Linked DNA regions of Podarcis muralis: region 2 is linked to region 1. The links are chromatin contacts, called in public Hi-C maps. All regions are on one chromosome and are shown on one strand. Each heading gives the region's core, a stretch centred on a gene start, on an enhancer-like site or on the middle of the called end of the contact. The rest is flanking DNA. Distances are from core to core; before and after follow the strand shown. Region 1 holds the start of GTF3C1 (general transcription factor IIIC subunit 1). Region 2 holds the start of SLX4 (SLX4 structure-specific endonuclease subunit).

The links. Hi-C and Micro-C count contacts between places; a contact is called where the count stands out from the background.
Region 2: a Hi-C map of blood shows a contact between it and region 1, with 2.1 times the contacts expected there. The contact joins the promoter of SLX4 here to the promoter of GTF3C1 in region 1. A contact is called at or near these places in 2 of 3 Hi-C or Micro-C datasets (blood and tail).

The regions. Positions count from the first base shown.
Region 1 is chr14:54,910,480-54,913,179 of rPodMur119.hap1.1, forward strand. GTF3C1 (general transcription factor IIIC subunit 1) reads left to right here and starts at 1,292. Exons shown (of 37, transcript XM_028705481.2): 1 at 1,292-1,546; 2 at 2,614-2,700. The coding sequence starts at 1,326. KATNIP (katanin interacting protein) reads right to left here and starts at 1,220. Exons shown (of 26, transcript XM_028705487.2): 1 at 1,087-1,220.
Region 2 is chr14:55,156,516-55,159,215 of rPodMur119.hap1.1, forward strand. It overlaps SLX4 (SLX4 structure-specific endonuclease subunit), which reads left to right and starts at 1,445. Exons shown (of 14, transcript XM_028705885.2): 1 at 1,445-1,925; 2 at 2,109-2,312; 3 at 2,665-2,700. The coding sequence starts at 1,460. It overlaps TRAP1 (TNF receptor associated protein 1), which reads left to right. Exons shown (of 18, transcript XM_077918771.1): 18 at 1-73.

The DNA of each region.
Region 1 (2,700 bases), core at 42-2,541:
CAGGCTTTTGGGACCAGACTGTTTTCAAGGAAAGGGCTGGTGCCATGCTGTTGTCATGGTAATTATTTGCATGGTTTTAATTCTATTAATGCTTGATGGCTTTTGAGAGGGAGTTTTTCTTCAAAGAATCATAGAACTGCAGAGTTGGAAGGAACCGCAAAGGTCATCCTAGCCCATCAAGGAAGGGCTTCTTCTACGTTTGTAGCTGTTAATTTATGTGTAAACCGCCTTGAGAGAAAAAGCAGGGTGTGTGTTTGTGTGTGTGTGTGTATATATATATATATACAGACAATAGTTTGGTTTGGCATCTGTCTGTCTCAGGAGACAAAAGGGGAGTGCACCATTGCAGGTGAGGTTGAACTACTAAGTCAAAATAATAATGATAATGATAATCATATAACTAAAATAGCATCTCCACCCCCCATTGTTCAGTCTGGACCCTGAGGTCCCGATCCAAGGGCCTTCTGGTGGTTCCCTTACTGTGAGAAGCGAGTGGAATGACATCCCACAGATGTCAAGGAAATAAACAACTATCAGACTTTTAGAAGACATCTGAAGGCAGCCCTGTTTAGGGAAGTTTTTAATGTCTGATGTTTTATAGTGAGTTTTTTAAATAATAATTTTAATTAGTTTTACATATAATCACATTGCGTAACATCATATCCTCTTATTAAATCTTATTATTAAGGACTTCCCTCCCCCCTGCCTAATGGTTTACAAACTTAAATTTTGCATCACTGCATTTCACTCTCTTTCCTATTCATGTTATATCATTACCTAAAGTTATTACATTACTCATCCTGAATAGGTAATAATTTCATCTTACAAATCTTTTTTTATCGTGTTTTTAATATTTTTAATCGTGTTTTTAATATTCTGTTGGGGCCGCCCAGAGTATAAATAAATTATTATCATGATTGTTACGATGATGATTATTATTAATTACGACCAGTCCCTGCAGCCAGCACGGCCAGTGGTGTCAGCGGTGGGGCTGCCAGTCCGGGGCGCCCGGAGGTCTGTGGAGCCGCCCGCCCCCCCCCGGCTCCTCCCTCCGCCCCCCAGCGCCCTTTCCCCGTCGCCCCCTACCCCGTCGCCCCGCACTCGCCGGACCCTCCCGGGGGCGCCGCGGCCCTGGCAGGCGCGGCGGGGCTCACTCCATCTTCCTCTTCCTCCTCCTCCTCCTCCTCCTCCTCTTCTTCCTCTTCCTCGCCCTGCTGCCAGGCGCCGCTGTTGGGCCGTTGCCATGGAGACCCCGCGGGAAGCGGCGCTCGGAGAGGCGGGGCGCGTCATTTCCGGCGCGCCGGAAGGAGGGCGGCCGAGGCGCCATGGAGGCGCTGTGGGCCGCGCTGGGCGAGGTGGCGCTGGAGGGCCTGGACGGCGTGACTCCCGGGGCCCTCTGGGAGCGCCTGGCCGGCCGCGTGCCGCCCTTCCCGCTGCCCCTCGAGCCCGACGTCCGGCAGCTCCTCTGGGCCTCCCTCGCCGCGCACGCGCAGCTCCGCTTCTACCTGCTCCCTCAGCCCAGGCCGCCGCTGCACCTCTACGACCGGTGAGCCGGGAGGGGCCCCCAGGGGTCATCTAGTCCAGCCCCCTTGCAGGAGCAGCGGCGCCTCGGACGGGGGGGGCGACCCCGAGCCTCTCTTTAAGAAGCCTCTCGGGAAGGAGAGCCGAGCGGATATCTCCCCCCACCCCCGTCAGGAAGCTCTTCCCAAGGGCTCGGGTGTCATTCACGTTTCTAGTCCTGGGGAGGCAGACGCTGGGGAGGCCCCTTGCCTGGTTCCGCCAAGGTGTGGAAAAAGGAGTTTGATATAAGATTGGCGGTATCCTAGTGCCCCCAATGCTCCAGTTCTCCAAGGGGAAAAAAGGTGTTAGAACTGTATACCTTTGAGTACCCCCAGGAAAGAAGCACAGAGTTCCACTCTACAGATCTGTGTTGCCATCATGCAGTGCCGGATTTACATATAAGCTAAACAAGCTATAGCTTAGGGCCCCACTCTTGGGCCCCCCCAAAAAAATGTAAAGAAAAAAACTGGATGTACATTTCCAAAATATAAATTAAAAAACAATAAAATAAAACCTACATACGGCAGCAGTGTTTTGTGTTGCGTAGGTTCCTATGATGTAAGTCATGGGCCCCACCTGCTAGCCTGCTCCCTAAAAGATCACTGGTTTGCTAATTTCTATATATAGGGTGCCTACATTCTGCGTGTGCAAATGGCTTTAGATATTAGGTCCATCAATTACTATATAGCATATCTTCAACGCAAAAAACAGCGACCGTTTGTTGTTGACAAAGTACAGCTGGACATAATCAAGGGCCCCATTACCTTCAGGAGCTTCGGGCCGCATCAAACCTAAATCCAGCCCTGCCATCATGCTTGGGATGTGCTGTGTACAGTTCTGGTTGCCTCTCCTCGAAAAGGATATTATAGGAACTTCAGAAAAGGGTAATGAAAATGAGACAAGGACATGATGGAGTGGCTCTCCTATGAGGAAAGGTTTGTTTAGAGGAAATGAGGGGAGCTGCTTTTTAAAAAAGCAAAAAACTAACCCGCTGCAAATCTTGGGCAGGCAGGCTGGGGTTGAGAAGAACTAATTCTCTTCTTCTCATTTTAGGTATGAAGAAATTGATCTTGAAACAGGAATACTGGAGACCAAGAGAGATCCTGTTCCTTTAGATGACATTTATCCTGTACACATGAT
Region 2 (2,700 bases), core at 195-2,694, 250 kb after region 1:
GTGTGCGTTTCTGGACTTGCCTGCAGGCTGTGTGTGTTGGCAGTACCTCTAAGTAAAGACTTTTTAACCCCCAGTTCTGAAATGTATCGCCCTGCTTTTATTCTGAGCCTGTCTTCGAGTGTGTGGTTCTTGGATCCCTTCTACAATGCGCACGGGAAGAGAGTGGCTCCACACTCTTCACAAAACGCACTGGCAATTAAGGCCAAGTGCTTCTAAGCATGCTCAACTTCCCCTCCCACCGCCCAATGGCAGATGCAAGGAGCAGATCTTTTCCTGCAGCAGTGAGTTCCGCAGGCTTACTTTGGAAGGTCAAACAAGAGTACAGCCAAGAAATTGAAGCAAAGTAGCGGCCAAGAGGCCTGATCTTTATTGTTGCAACAAGGCTCCCAGCTACAACACAGAAGCAGAAATAAGCCCAGATCAATGGGTTACATCTGTATTTCAAAGTTTCTCAGAATGCATCATCAAGACATCATAGATATGTCAGAAAAGGTGTGGTCTCGGGTAGAACCTGAGATCCAGGCATGCCCCTGTCACTCAAATATAGTCTCTTACACTTACTCCATCACAGAACAAAAGCATTTACAGTTTCCAGGTCCCGGAGTCAAGTCAAATACACCTCTTTGTCTTGACCATCCCACTAAGGGGTGGGTAGTAGGCATTGTGATTGAGATGGCGATCTGTCTGACACTCTCGGGGCAGGATATCACCCTTATACCTCACTTCCCTGGATCCTAAATGCCATTGGAACTGAGAAGATTGATATGAGTGATTTCCTATGAATTTCATTCTCTCATTGATCCACTACATGGATACAGTTATCAGCGAATTGCTACATTTGGTATTGACACTTTCCCTGTTTTCCTTTGTTGGAGTCTCAGGCTCCTGAGCTGAGCTCCCTTTGCGGATGCAATCAATGCCTTTGCAGAGATGTCACTGTTATTTTCTCTTGCTGTTATTTTCTCTTGAGGATTTGCTTTGACAGGTGAAAGGCAGGGAAATGTATGTGAGTGAATGGTTTGGTGACGTGCAGGGGAGACTCCTCATGGTGTGTGTGTCGGGGGGTCTCTCACTCCCCCTTCCAGTTTTCTCAGTTGCTGTGCATTGCAAAAGGGGCAGCACTCCAGTCCGGGTGAAGAGGGGGCTTTGCAGAGCTCGCCTGGCCCTTGGAGAGCTCGCCTGGCCCTTGGCTACACCAGGCAGCTGCCTCGTTGAGGGGCAAGTCAAGCAGCCAGACTTCTGCCCAGAGGGAAGCCTCGGCCGCCCTTGGACCTGGGCAAGAACCAGCCGGGGGTCTGGAAGGGGAGACGAGGCCGAGTCCATGGGGAGGGATGCACCCGCAGAATCCTAGGAGGGGGGGTCCCAGGGTCATCTAGTCCAGTGTTGTCCATCTTGGGTCTCCAGCAGTTTTCGGACTACAATTCCCATCATCCCTGACCACTGGTCTTACTAGCTAAAGATGATGGGAATTGGAGTCCAAAAACTACAGCGTCTCGGCTCGGTGGCGTCATCATCCGGCGCAGCGCTGGATCCGCCCATCGGCTCCCAGGCCGGGTCCCGGCATGCACCGCGCCGCCCCACCCGGCGCCTCCGGAACCCCTTCTGGGGGCGGGGAGGCGCTTCCGCTTCCCAGCCCGGCCGCTCTCCGCTCTGCGTCTCTATGGCGAGTCCTCCGGCCGCGAGCAGCGCATGCGCGGTAGGCACTCCGCCGCCCATGGGCGACTCGGAGGACGAGTTCCGGGAGTCCCGCCGCGGGCGCCTCAAATTGGCGGGGGGTCCCCAGGGGGGTCGCCGCCGCCGCGCGCCTCCCCCTGCTCCTGCCCGCGGGGACGAGGCGGAGGCCCCCGGGAAGACCGAGGATGGCGGAGAAGGGGGCGGAGGAGCCCCTTCAGGGGCGTCTGGACTCCCCCCCGCTTCGCATATTGGTATGACCCGCTTCCTTTGTCTTCGCTCAGGCGGGTCGTACCAATAAGCTCTACGGGGGGGGCGTGTGTCAGCCTGTTTCTGGGGGTTCTGGTGGGTTGGGGGGCCTGGGGGACACACACACACAGGGGGCAGCTCCTCTCTCTGCAGCAGCAAATGGAGCCCGCCTGGTTTTTCCCCGGCAGGAGCCCCTCCAAGAGCGGGAGACGCAGCAGCAGAGGAAGGAGGACGCGGTGGAGGAGGAAGATGCAGCCGCCCCTGGCAGGGGCAGCCGGAGGAGGAGCAGGGATCCGTGCAGGTGACCCTGGAGCCCCTGGTGCTGCCAGGCGCCTCAGCCAGGAAGGAGGAGGAGGAGGACCGTGCCAGGAGGCCACCCGCTTGCGAGGACGGTCAGTGTCAGGACTGCCCCGTTTCCTGCCATGGCTCAGTATTGACGTGTTGGGGGTGGTGGTGTTGGCAATGGGCAGATCCTTCACCCCCCCAGCTCAGATGCAGCGTTTGCATCCAAGGAAAACAGGATCCTGCCCAAACCTGCTTGCTGGATTGAAGGTCTGGGTCCCAAGGCTGGTCGCTGTCCAAACGTCACAGCTGAGGCTTGGAAAATGCTTTCCAGGCTCCTCCTGCACCACAGAGGCACTGTCCCAGGCACCAGACCACAGCCCCCTGCCCAGGGTGTCCCGGGGGTGACACTGCTCTGAGGGAGCCAGGGGGCCTGGGGCTGACTCTCTTCTTCCCCCCTAGTCCAGTCCTTGGGATGCCACGGGGCTGCTCATCCGG